Linked DNA regions of Mus musculus: all the other regions are linked to region 1. A link is a contact called in public HiChIP or PLAC-seq data. All regions are on one chromosome and are shown on one strand. Each heading gives the region's core, a stretch centred on a gene start, on an enhancer-like site or on the middle of the called end of the contact. The rest is flanking DNA. Distances are from core to core; before and after follow the strand shown. Region 1 has its middle 19 kb from the start of Gm36827. Region 2 has its middle 220 kb from the start of Gm36769. Region 3 has its middle 230 kb from the start of Gm36595.

Evidence for each region. HiChIP or PLAC-seq counts read pairs in DNA pulled down with a chosen protein or histone mark.
Region 2: a contact with region 1 is called in a RAD21 HiChIP or PLAC-seq map of pro-B cells, with 4 times the contacts expected there. The contact joins two enhancer-like sites. A contact is called at or near these places in 1 of 15 datasets of contacts at CTCF or cohesin (pro-B cells) and 1 of 484 Hi-C or Micro-C datasets (nephron progenitors).
Region 3: a contact with region 1 is called in an H3K27ac HiChIP or PLAC-seq map of heart atrium, with 5 read pairs. The contact joins two enhancer-like sites. A contact is called at or near these places in 1 of 484 Hi-C or Micro-C datasets (bone marrow-derived macrophages) and 1 of 115 datasets of contacts at active chromatin or transcription factors (heart atrium).

Annotation. Positions count from the first base shown.
Region 1 is chr10:56,998,928-57,002,914 of GRCm38.p6, forward strand. No RefSeq gene overlaps it. Among named protein-coding and RNA genes, the nearest start is that of Gm36827, 19 kb to the left of the region's middle. Within about 2 kb of position 2,599, at least 29 of the 459 cell types and tissues checked have an H3K27ac peak or open chromatin away from gene starts, as enhancers often do. A contact at or near this core is called in heart atrium and pro-B cells, where this site is marked.
Region 2 is chr10:56,710,299-56,714,471 of GRCm38.p6, forward strand. No RefSeq gene overlaps it. Among named protein-coding and RNA genes, the nearest start is that of Gm36769, 220 kb to the right of the region's middle. Within about 2 kb of position 2,018, at least 6 of the 459 cell types and tissues checked have an H3K27ac peak or open chromatin away from gene starts, as enhancers often do. A contact at or near this core is called in pro-B cells, where this site is marked.
Region 3 is chr10:56,658,484-56,662,504 of GRCm38.p6, forward strand. No RefSeq gene overlaps it. Among named protein-coding and RNA genes, the nearest start is that of Gm36595, 230 kb to the left of the region's middle. Within about 2 kb of position 1,963, at least 7 of the 459 cell types and tissues checked have an H3K27ac peak or open chromatin away from gene starts, as enhancers often do. A contact at or near this core is called in heart atrium, where this site is marked.

The DNA of each region.
Region 1 (3,987 bases), core at 1,349-3,848:
TCCACATCTCCTGCAGGATCTGCTACCACCTCAGTCTCCACAGGGGAATCACATTGTGGTTTTAAATTCTATTTCCCTAATTTAAATACTGTTTCCGGTATTTACTGTCATCTGTATCAATTTTTTTCCCCCAAAGAGACAGTACCTATTTGTTTTAAATACATTCACAGGACGGCAAGTGATAGTACGGAATACCAAGTGATTTCCTCACATAATAGGCGTACTCAATAATCACATGTTAATGATCTTACATGGTATCTTTTGTGATAAAATTCTGGGTTCTGCATAGGAAAATTACAATGTATTCACTCTTCTATAGTTAATAACCAGTAGCTGAGACAGAAGAGGTAACCTACATGTTAAGAATACTTGCTGTTATTGCCAACTATCCAGGCTCAGTTCCGAGCACTTATATCAGGCTGCTTAACAACCAGCTTTAACTACAGGTCCGATGTCTTCTTAACTCCTTCTGGCTTCCATCAGAACCTGCATACAGGGGGTATACATGTAGGTTAGCACACATGAACATGCGCGCACACACACAAACACAAAGACATATCTGCATGCACACACACACACACACAGAGAGAGAGAGAGAGAGAGAGAGAGAGAGAGAGAGAGAGAGAGAGACTGGAGACACAGCTCAGTAGTTAATAGGACCTATTACTCTTAGAGAATTCAACTCCCAGGCCCCTCATGGTGGTTCACAATTACTTTTGGCTCCAATCCCCCCTCTGACCACTGCAGAAAACAAGAGCACATATGGTACACATACGTAAAGACAAAACACTAACTATAAAATAAAGTGAACAAACTTAATTTCAAAAATGAATGAATAAAAATAATCACTAGCAAAGTTAAAGTGGCAGCCTAAACAGCAACAGTACAAATAATGCAAACTCAATAAAGAGAAAAAATCCTTAAAATTAAACCCTAAATATTTCCAAATGAATTAAAATAACTAAAGTTTAATTGTAAGAAAATACAATGGAAATGTTTATAACAATATTTTGCTCAGAAAAATTATACAGAATAATTTGCTGCACTATATACACTCATAATTTGAAGAATTAATTTTTCAAGGCTTGTTTTTACTTTGTCAAAGGAAAATTATAGACTTGGCACAGTGTAGTAAAGACTTAATACAGGAACTTAATGGTGATGTGACAGTTAATAAAACTATATCTTGAAAGTAGCTGGCAATGCTCTGGATGATAGTTAGCTTAAATGGAACAATTTGTTAAATCATTCAACTAATGCTTAGTAAGCATCCATTGTATAGCATTATCAAGTATGTACTGTGAAACTCTTGTGGTCGATGCCATATAAAAAGTTACATGCTTCTGTGAGATTTAAAATGTAGCAGAGAAAACACCAGCGCTTAAAAAAATGGATGATATCTTATGATCCAGTATATATATTTACATATATATATATATATATATATATATATATCAAATTAGTTTGAATGTTTACTTGAAAATACTTTAAATTCTTACATTGAAAACATAGAAAACACAGAAGTGGATGCTCACAGTCAGCTATTGGATGGATCACAGGGCCCCCAATGGAGGAGCTAGAGAAAGTACCCAAGGAGCTAAAGGGATCTGCAACCCTATACGTGGAACAACAATATGAACTAACCAGTATCCTGGAGCTCTTGACTCTAGCTGCATATGTATCAAAAGATGGCCTAGTCGGCCATCACTGGAAAGAGAGGCCCATTGGACATGCAAACTTTATATGCCCCAGTACAGGGGAACGCCAGGGCCAAAAAGGGGGAGTGGGTGGGTAGGGGAGTGGGGGGGGGCTTTTGGGATAGCATTGGAAATGTAAATGAGGAAAATACCTAATAAAAATATTAAAAGAAAAAGAAAACATAGAAAAATAAGAATCAGATGAAAAGAGACAGTTGGTTTAAAATGGTTGAAGTCAATATTTTGTACTCTGTAGTTACGTTATTTCCGTTCATTTTGATAGATCAATTTCTCTAAAGATTGGAAATCTTTGGGGCCAATAAAAATACCCTGAATATCTTCTGTGTCCTGTCAACATTCACATATCTTTATTATCTAATAATAAGGTATACATCCAGATACTATGCTGTATAGTGGGCCTGACTGAATGGCATATTAGAATTCAAGAGGGAGCAGATTTGATGTACAGTCTGAGAAACAGACTAGAGGGACCAAGGAAGCACAAAAGGCTTATGTCGGATACTAGTGAACCTCCCTCAAGACCTCGGCAGAGTTTTCAGGAAGAAACCGTAAAGAAGTGTTCTATATTCACCTCAGGACTGAAGACAAGAACACTGAAAAAAGATGTGATTCGGATACAGAATTTTTTGAGTAGCTCCCGTTTGAAAGGGGTAAATGAAGTGCGTTAAAAATATCCACCCCTCTGAGAATATCCAAAATAGAACTTTCCTTTTGAAAAACCAGAGAGATGTGCTGGGATCCTTTTCAAGGTCACTTTAACCTCTAAGAAATCAACGCAGTTTCTGTTGTGAGAGCAGGGTCGCCTCCCCTCCTACCCTTCCTTATCCTGATCAGGTGATGTCTCAGGCGGCAGCGATTCTTTTTTAATGTAACAAACAGTGCCATCTACTGACCAACTCATGCTACTGAAGCGGTAAATATTCTAGGACAGTAATTTGATCTGTGATAGGCCATTTGTCACAGTCTACGGAAGTCACATTTTACACGTGCTTATTCGAAGCTACAAGCAGGACAGGTGCCGTCTGTTTTGATTGTCAAGACTTTTTTTTTTTCTTTTTAGTACAAGAAGAGATTGAGGTCCAAGAAAACGGATCATTTGATCGTAATTTCGACTCTGTGGTTTTTTGTAGAGAGTACCACTTTGAACTGAATTCCCCTGAATGGAAGGAAATGTCACACTTTAGAAGTGTAAACAAGTCTTCAGAGTTCTAGAGCCTCGGAGTAAAAGCTAGATGGGGATGAGGGATGAAAAGGTGTGAGGTCCGTAGAGCAAAGCACACTGCCCAATGACGGACAGTCTGGGGAGAAGGAAAATGCTCACGTGGACTGTCAAGTCGGAGAATGAAAGGAAAATGAGCCAAGGCTATTTTATTTCTCCCCCTTTAATACTATAAAGCTTGGAAATATTTAGGTCAGTCCCATGTGTTCCTACATAGGCATTATCAATAATTCCATCTATTGTGTTGCAAGTTGTATGGTGTCAATAATCAGTCACTTACAAATTTATGAGAGTTAGGCTGAAGTAAGGATGGATAATGCAGTGAAAATCTCCCTATACTTTGATTAATGAGAATTAAGCCCCATTTGGTTTCTATTTGCACCCAAATCAGGAGAGTGTTGTTACTGTTATTGTTGTTATAGGCTGCATGCAGATATTACACTGAACAGTTCCATGGTTGTGGCATTCATGCTGTTTTCCTATAAGCTTCTGATTCTATAAATGGATGTAACCAATATCTGTGGGATGGAATATTTGTAAAAGAATATGCTACCTTCTCCTTTAAGAGAGAGAGAGAGAGAGAGAGAGAGAGAGAGAGAGAGAGAGAGAGCAAGAAAGGATGTTGATTTTGTGTATAGGGAGATAGGGAGGATCTGGGAGGAGCTGAGAGAGGAGGAACTATAATAGAATATATTTTATGAAAAAATATATTTTCAATTAAAAATATACTATTTTCTCATTTAAGATAGGAATGAGCAAGTTGATAAAATGGGTCCAGATGTTTGTTTCCGTTGTTGCATTGAAGCTCTTGAAACTGTATGAGGCACATTCTCAAATTATATAATATATATCAAATTAGGAAATGAAAGTAATCTATCAGCCAGATGAATCATATTCGGGAGGGTTTCTGAGAATAATACTCAAGATGTACAATATTACCAATCTTTGAAACACAGAAGAAAAAGAAGGAGAAGAAGAAGAAAAAGAAGGAGGAGGAGGAAAAGGGAGGAGGGGGGAGGAAGAAGAGGAGGGGGAGAAAGAGGAGGAGGA
Region 2 (4,173 bases), core at 768-3,267, 290 kb before region 1:
AACATGCAACAAATACATTTTCAAGAGTCTGAGGTGATTTTGAAAGCCCCCTTTTGTGTTCTGTGTGATATATCTAATCAAAGTATTAAGCCACAGGAAACGAGTCCCACAAACATCTTCATTCTGCACAGTCAGTATTTCAGAAGAGAACAGTCATCATTCGTTCCAATATTGACCTTTTGCATGTGAGGCCCACTTCCAGGAGCTGGGACGTAGTCATTGAGTAACTGAAGTCATGTACACAGTTCGTGACATGGCTGGCTGAGCGGGATTCAGGTCTCTTGCTTGTTCTTCACGTGTTTTCATCTTTCCTAACTCTTTCCTTGGTTGCCAACTTCATCAAATAGACGTGTGTTTGATATAGCTTGTGCCCATTTAAATCTTGGTATACTAAATAATCAAATTATTCTCTCCCATTAAATAGACTTTTATGCTACTGAATTAGGATTTGTTCTCAAATCAAGAGTGAAATTATGTAGCTGCTTCCATTTCCATTTTGTAAAAGCAAAACACAAGATTCTAAACTGACCAAATACTTTCTATCTCTCTCCAATGTGTTACTATTATAAATAATCTAGATCTTAGATTCAGTGTATTACTTCAAAATGTTGATTTATTTTGATAAATTTATTTTCTTCCCTATAACTCTTCTACCACCTCTTTTTCTAGAGAGGTCTTATATTCAGTGTATTCCCTCAAAAATATTTCAAAATGTTAAGATATTTTTATAAATTGATTTCTTCCCTATAACTATTTTACTACTGCTTTAATGTTTTCTAAATTAAAATCACATTCCTCAAAGAAATTATAGCCCAGTTAGCTTCTAGTCTCTTCTCCACTCTGAGATGCGTGTGAGTGTGTGTGTGTGTGTGTGTGTGTGTGTGTGTGTGTGTGTGAATACTGGCCAACTACTTATTAACTATGCTTGAATTGCTTTGTTGCTTTTTCTCTTATTTTTAAAATGTTCTTATAGTTTATGTACATAAATATTGCAGTTTATGAGAAGGTTCATCAGAGATTAAATCTTATTTAATAATTAGTAACCTACATTTTAATTGAACCAAATAAAATTTTACATATGTTTCATCTATAACCTCATTCTATTATTAAACATAAGAAATCAATGACAGCGGCATTAAGTCCACCTCTGTCACTTGTGTACTTTTTCGAGGTGGGTTTCTGGGATCAAAGTAGAAAAAAAGCAACCAGGGTCTGAAAGGAAGGGAAGTGAGCTTCATCCGCTGGCCAAACTGAAAGAGAAGAAGCCGTGGGAAAGTAGGAACATTGGAGAAGCAGAATATATAATTTATTAATTGATTCATTGACTATTAATTGGTCATGAAAATGGGGAAGAGGTAATCCAGAAGAAGCAACAATAACACCAAAGATTCTTTGCCCGAGAACACAAATTGGTCCAAAACAAAGATTTGCTTTGTTGTAATAAAAAAAAATCTGATATTCATTCAAAGTGTTTTTGAACATCTATTATATCCTATTTTCTTCCTTTTTACTGATAAGGCTTTTACTTGACTCTATTTGGTGTTCCTTAAATAGAGAAGCTGACTTTTATGACTATATAGCCATTCTTTCATTTGACAGATTTTCTTTCAAGCAAATAGGAATGTCTTTAAGGTCCTCTTCAACATGGCCCCCAATAAATCACCCTGTACCTGTATCAGTTGTATTTTTCAGTATGCTTGGGAAGTTTTTCTGCCTTGCTTTTGCAAGCAGTGCCACTTTCTATGTCTTTACAAGTGTTTTCACCTAATAGAAAAAAAGCAAGCCAGATATAAAAAAGCCAAAATTGTCTGTAGCTTATTTAATCCATTGTGTGAATGGCTGCATTCTCACAATAACTTCACCAGCCACATCAAGCACCGTATCAACCATGTGTTCCAGAAATCAGAGCATACAGAGATGAAGACCAGCATCTAAATCAGAGTATTTACTCTGCAGCTGAGAAACCCAGGACTGTACAGAGGCAAAGTAGCTCTCTTCTACTTTTGATGCCTTTTTTCTATTTCCAATAAAAAGGCTAATATGCTTCATTTCTTTGACTCTCACTGAAATGGGTATTTTGTTACTAATCAACTCTGAAAAAAAATTGAAAAATGGCAAGAGACAACAAGTTATCATAGGGCTTTGTTGTTGTGTATTGTTTCTCAGGTTTTAGATCTTGAATTGTGGTATGTCCGTGGCTTCTGATCCTTTCAGTTTCCCTGTAGACAGTGATGATTCAAAACTGCCTTATGATCAACAATTTACCCACCCACAGAAATGTGTTTTTTTTCCTTTTTCTTCCCTTGACAAGTTCATATGCTCTTTTGATATTTTTAGAAGACAAGCCATGCGTGAAGCAAGACCATTTTTAAGTTCTTAGCACAGTAGATGATCAGTCAAAATATTTGTACAAGACATGCTGTGCTTCACGGATGGCCGCAGATAATTAGTTTGAGGCCAGTAAGCAAGGTTTCCCTCCGGGGCACAGATGAATTCAGACATCTTGATAGAGATAATCGAATTGGAAGAATGATGGTATTTGCTGCAACTAAGCTGAGCAAAGCATCTGAGATGACATCCACATAGCACTGTTATTGTCCTTTATTGTCTGGAGAGGAGACTGGAGTTTCTCTTGTACACGTGACTCAAAAGCATCATCTTAGGGCAATTTGTGTGCCCTGCAGGAATCTAAGAAATCCTAATCCTGTCTCTACAGTGAAAGGTTAAAAGGTTTGAACAATTATAAAGTCGAAGATTGTACTCACTGCAGGATGTGATTTCAATAGGGTGTAGCAGGCTCCAGCCAGGGTTTCTTCTCCCCATTTGTGCTTTGTTTTGAGAAACGCCAGGCAGTTACTTTCGCCTGATTCACCATGATAAGGTTATTGCAGAGCCCCTGTGCTTCCAGTGCATAGAGGGTGGCTTGTCTCTTCCGGAGTTTAGTACATTGCCCTCAGCAACAAATAACACCATATTTTATGATGTCTTGCCATTAATATTATTAAATCATAACATGCTCCCTTGTGGAGTTAAGCAATGCTGGCTTAAAAGGGGAAAGCAAGAGCCGTGAGAGTTTGTCTTCATCTGCCTCTGTCACTATGAGTGCACCTAGGTCAGTGCCACTGTGACTTGTGAGACCTGCAGCGAGACCCTGAAAGAACACTGATCTTTGTGTAAATGATGGGGAAGAAAATTGAACTATATTTTAAATTTAAATAAGAAAGCAAGCAAGAAAATTGGAAAGAGTAAGTCTCAAAGAGTCAAAGAGTCTTAGTCAAAGAGACTAAGATAGTAAGTCCCAAAGGCAATGCGACTCATCACTTTTTCTTTCCTAAGATTACTTCTTGCTACTGGGTTTGGGAGGGACTCCTTGATTTCCATAAGGTTACAGATGTAAAGGCAAACTCTTCCTACTTATAGCTTTTTTTACTATATTGAGAATTGACATATTAAATATAGATTATGGGGCTGGAGAGGGCCCCGGTTCAATTCCCAGCCCCCACATGGCAGTTCACAATTGTCTGTAACTGCTATTCCAGGGACTCTGATACCCTCACACAGACATACATGCAGTCAAAACTTCAATGTACATAAATAAAAATAACTAAATTATTACATGTAGATTATATATTAAATACATCAACATTAATTATGACAATAGATGTGTACTTTATTGTTCTGATTTGACAGATTAGAAAATTAGGTTCACTCAGATCCACATAGCATGTTCAAAATCATACAGCTAGTGAATTAGCAAGTTTGATTCCTGATATTGATTATGCTTTAAAAGAACTGGTTAGGTGCTAGACACACCACTATTATACTATTATATTATTTATGTATATAATATTTGTATATATTATGTATTTATTTTAACATTGTATATTGTGTGTGTGTGTCTGTATACATGCCACAGCATGCCTATGGAAGTCAGAGGGCAACTTTCTGAAATTTATTTTCTTCTGCCATCAAATGGGTTCCGGATTGGCTAGGCAGCAAGAACCCTTACTGAGTGAACCATCTTGCCAGCCTACATCAAATTATGATAAAGTGTGCAATACATATGCATGTATGTATAGGCCTCTCTTATTGACCCGGCAGTTTAAAATTGTTAGCTTTGTGGCATTGTAATAGAAGTAAGATTGGACTGGAAAGATAACTCAGTTGGTAAGT
Region 3 (4,021 bases), core at 713-3,212, 340 kb before region 1:
GCCAGTCTCTTGGGAGACTTGCAGACTGCTGTGCTGGCTTCAGCAGATTTCCTGCGAGCTCTGAGGACAGTGTAGTATTAAGACAGGGGCTAGACCGGCTGATCTACCCCTAAGCGGGTACACGTCAGAAGGGAGATGGGGTTCACAAGTATAGGGAAGGAGTCCTGCATCCACTGGATATCTGGATGGTCCCAGCTCCTGTGGCTATTTGGGCAGCTATCCTACATGTTGCCCTGGGTGCAACAGATATCCTTGGAGCACTGTAGACTATGTACAGTTGAAAGAGAGGAGTAGACAGCTTAATCTGCCTGCAAGTCCCATATTTTGATTTTTAAAACTAATATCCTTACAAACTGCTAGGCTACTTTTTTCCCCTTTCCTAATATTTTAGTAAAATAAATCTATGTTCTTCACATTTTATAAACTGGTATGTAATTTACATGATTTAAATGCATTCATATGTTACTATTTTTTCTTCATTTTATTAATGAAACAGGGTTTTGACTTAAATAACATAGATAAGATAAAGTAAATGAGCAATCAAAGTGTACTGTGAGCAAAAGATTATACTGAGAGTTGGTCCTATCAGGTTCAAGTTCCCCTTGCACACATAGCAACCCAGAGTATGGACCAAAATCCAGAGCATGTACTTAGTTATCTAACTTAAACATCTGAGTGAAAGAAGGGAGGGACAAATGCCAGATACACAGGATTAAGGATACTGTTAGTTGAATGACAACAGTTGAGTCACTAAGTACTTCCAAGTTAAGGTGCTACCTCTCGAAGAGGTTTTCATTAGACTGACAAAAGATGAAATAACAAGGAAAAGTGATTGTGTGTGGGTTACACATTTATTTATGTGTGAACATGTACACGGATGTCAAAATTCTTTTTAAAAAACTACTTGGGTTTTATTTTTTAACCTTTGTTATTTAAATAATGTATATTTTGACTATTAATATTAAGCTTTGCTCTCTCTTAAGATCTCTTTTGTCAATGTAAAAAAAAAAATTCAGTGTTATTCACACCTCCCATAGTAAATTTATTTTAAAATTTTCTTGATTAAAAAAAAAATATCAGGATACCATACATGGCACATTCTCTTTTAATCCTCGTATTCAGGAAGCATAGGCAGGCATATCTCTCAGTTTGAGACCAACTTGGTCTGCAAAGAAAGTTACTGGTCAGCCAGGACTACAAAGAGAAATTCTGGTTTAAGAAACAAAACAAAACAAAACTAAACTAAATAAAACAAAACAAATCCAAGTATATCAGAATATCTGAGATCCTGTACTGAGTCTAGTGAGTGTGAAATACTATCTCTTGTCCACATGTTCATTTACAATTGCATTAGCTTTAAAAGGATAACAGATTGCTAAGTAACAAAAATTTAAATTAAACAAATGAAAGGTGAATCTACAAAAGCTTCAACAGTTGGAAACATTTTAAAGGATAAAATTGATCAATTGTTGTGTTATTTACACAGGAACCCAGGACCCAAGCCAACCTCATAACTACCTAGTAAGGACAAGTGCAGAGAGCCATTAACAGAATTGGGTAGGGTGGTGTCCTGTGGGCCAAAGAGCTGTGTGGATGTTGTTGTGTGCACTCAGATGTCACTCTCAGGAAGGATACTGCTGAGAAAAGTTGTCACCCTCTGAAACAGGAAAAAGAGTTTGCGAAGCTTCAGACATTGGTCAGATGGCAGATGTGAAGCAGGAGAGTCAGGAGAAATTCCAGCAGCATAATCACATAATGGGCATAATCACAAATGGACGGTCCTTATGACCTGAACATCAGATTAAGAACATTACTACAAGGTATGGAGGACAAATTTTTGTTTGATGTAAGGAAGCATTTTGAGATAGTAGTAGAAAAAGAAGTAGAGATCTGTGGACAGTGGATGATGCATGTGTTGACAATGTGTCCACCACCAGGGGACTGATTTTTTTAATTCACAATTGACTGTGGAACCACAAGTTCCTCTCAGAATACCATGGCCATGAATGAATGTTCAGGCTGTCAGGCAAGGTGGGAACAGGCTAAAACAGAAAGCCTTACTCCTCTTATCCATGTGACTCGTGTGAATCTTAGCTGTAAGACGGCCTGGCAGCTTGAAATCTCAGCATTCTAATTTGTAACATGAGAGTGTAGAGCTCAAAGATCTTAGTTTTATTTTTTTTTCAAGTTACCACAAACTGAGTTGCTAAAAACAATTCCATTATCTCATCGTTAGAAGTCAGAACCCCAGATAAATGTCCTTGGAATAAAACCAGGGTGCCTGCAGGCTGCATTCCTTCTAAAGACTCTAGTGGAAATGGTTCTCCTAGATGTTTCCAGCTTTTAGAAGCCGCCCACCTTCCTAAGCTCACCATTCCCTCTCATCTTCAAAGCCAATGAAGAACAGTCAACTCTTCCCCATTTCTTTTCTTCTTTACAAAGTCATTTCTATTTTTAAATTAATAAATGAAAGTTGTACATACTTATGATGTTCAATGTGATCTTCAAAGTATGAAATAAAAGCTAGACAGGACAAATTAAAATAACTAACTTATGAATCACCTTTACGTGTTTATTTTTCAGTGCCAAGAACAATTTTTAATTATATTTTCAATACTTTAAACAATTAGTGTGTGTGTGTGTGTGTGTGTGTGTGTGTGTGTGTGTGTGTGTGTGTCTATGTGTCTCTGTGTGTGAGACGTGTGTGGGAGTGCATGCCATAGTACTGAAGGAGAGGTCAGAGGACAACTTTGTGGAGTTGGTTCTTTATAGCCATCACCACATTGACTCTTGGGATGAATCTCAGGCCATCAGTCTTATATGACTTGTGCTTATACTTGCTGATCAATCTCACTGCCCTCTCACCACTTTCTAGGTATAAACACATGGTCATTAATTATAGTTACCATGACATACAATAGAGAGATTAAAATTATTATTTGAGGAACTTGGGCAGGGGTAGAAAGTCCATGGTTACAGACTTATTTATGTCCTTGACTCCACTGATAGCGTTTCCTAATCTCTTTATGAAACTGATGGGCAAATAGCAAGGCACACTCTATCTCTAACAAATAGCAATGTAAAGAGAAAAATAATTTAAAACAACCTTTTGAAATACATGACTATTGTCCTAAAGAGATATAGAAAATAAAGAAACACTCATTCAAGAAAAACTTGCTAAAGCCTAGCAAGAATAGTAGTCTATGACATTCAGGTTGTGACACACTGCCTAGCTCTTCTCCCCAGAGCTCCAGCTCATTTACTTCAGGATCTCTAATTCTAACAGTGAAACAGAAAGGGAGCCTTCATCATCTATTGACCTTTCAGAAACAGAAGATGGAACTGTTGGCTTTTTTATTTCCCCCAGACTTAAAATGCAGACTTGGGGAGCATCATGTTCCAATCACTCATTCATGTAACCAAAGTATTATTTTGCAGAAGGAAGCCCAGTCCCTGCCACCAGGTCTTGTATAGTCAAAGAGTTTCTACCCAGAAAGGGAAAGTGGAACAAAGGATGGCCTATTCCAGGCCAGAAAGGTGGTATCAACAGAATAACATTTCTTGTGTAATTTAAAGGGGTTTTCTATAGTTCCTCGGCACAAACAGAGATGAGCAAAGAGACACGCAATCTGAAAATCAGGATATAAGGCATCCATCAAGATTTCTCCCAGGGTCAGGCTGATCTCAACAGTAAGGGACAATATTAGTAAACTCCAGCTTCATTCACTAAAGAGCAGTCAAGCCCTAATTTTGGAGATTTAGATTATTATGTCTAAACCTAGAATGAGGAATGGTGACATTTAAACAGCAGAGAAAAAAAGAATAAAAGAAATTAAATAGACCATAAGAGGAATGTTTGGTATGATTAAATCTGTCTGCACAAGCAGAGTAAGAGAATGAGATGAAGAAAAGAAAGGAAATGAAGACTTAAAAAAAAAAAACAATGGCTGAGAAATGAAATTTCTCTAATAATCTATACTTAATGATTTAAATATAATAAATCCAAAGAGTGCCCCTACAC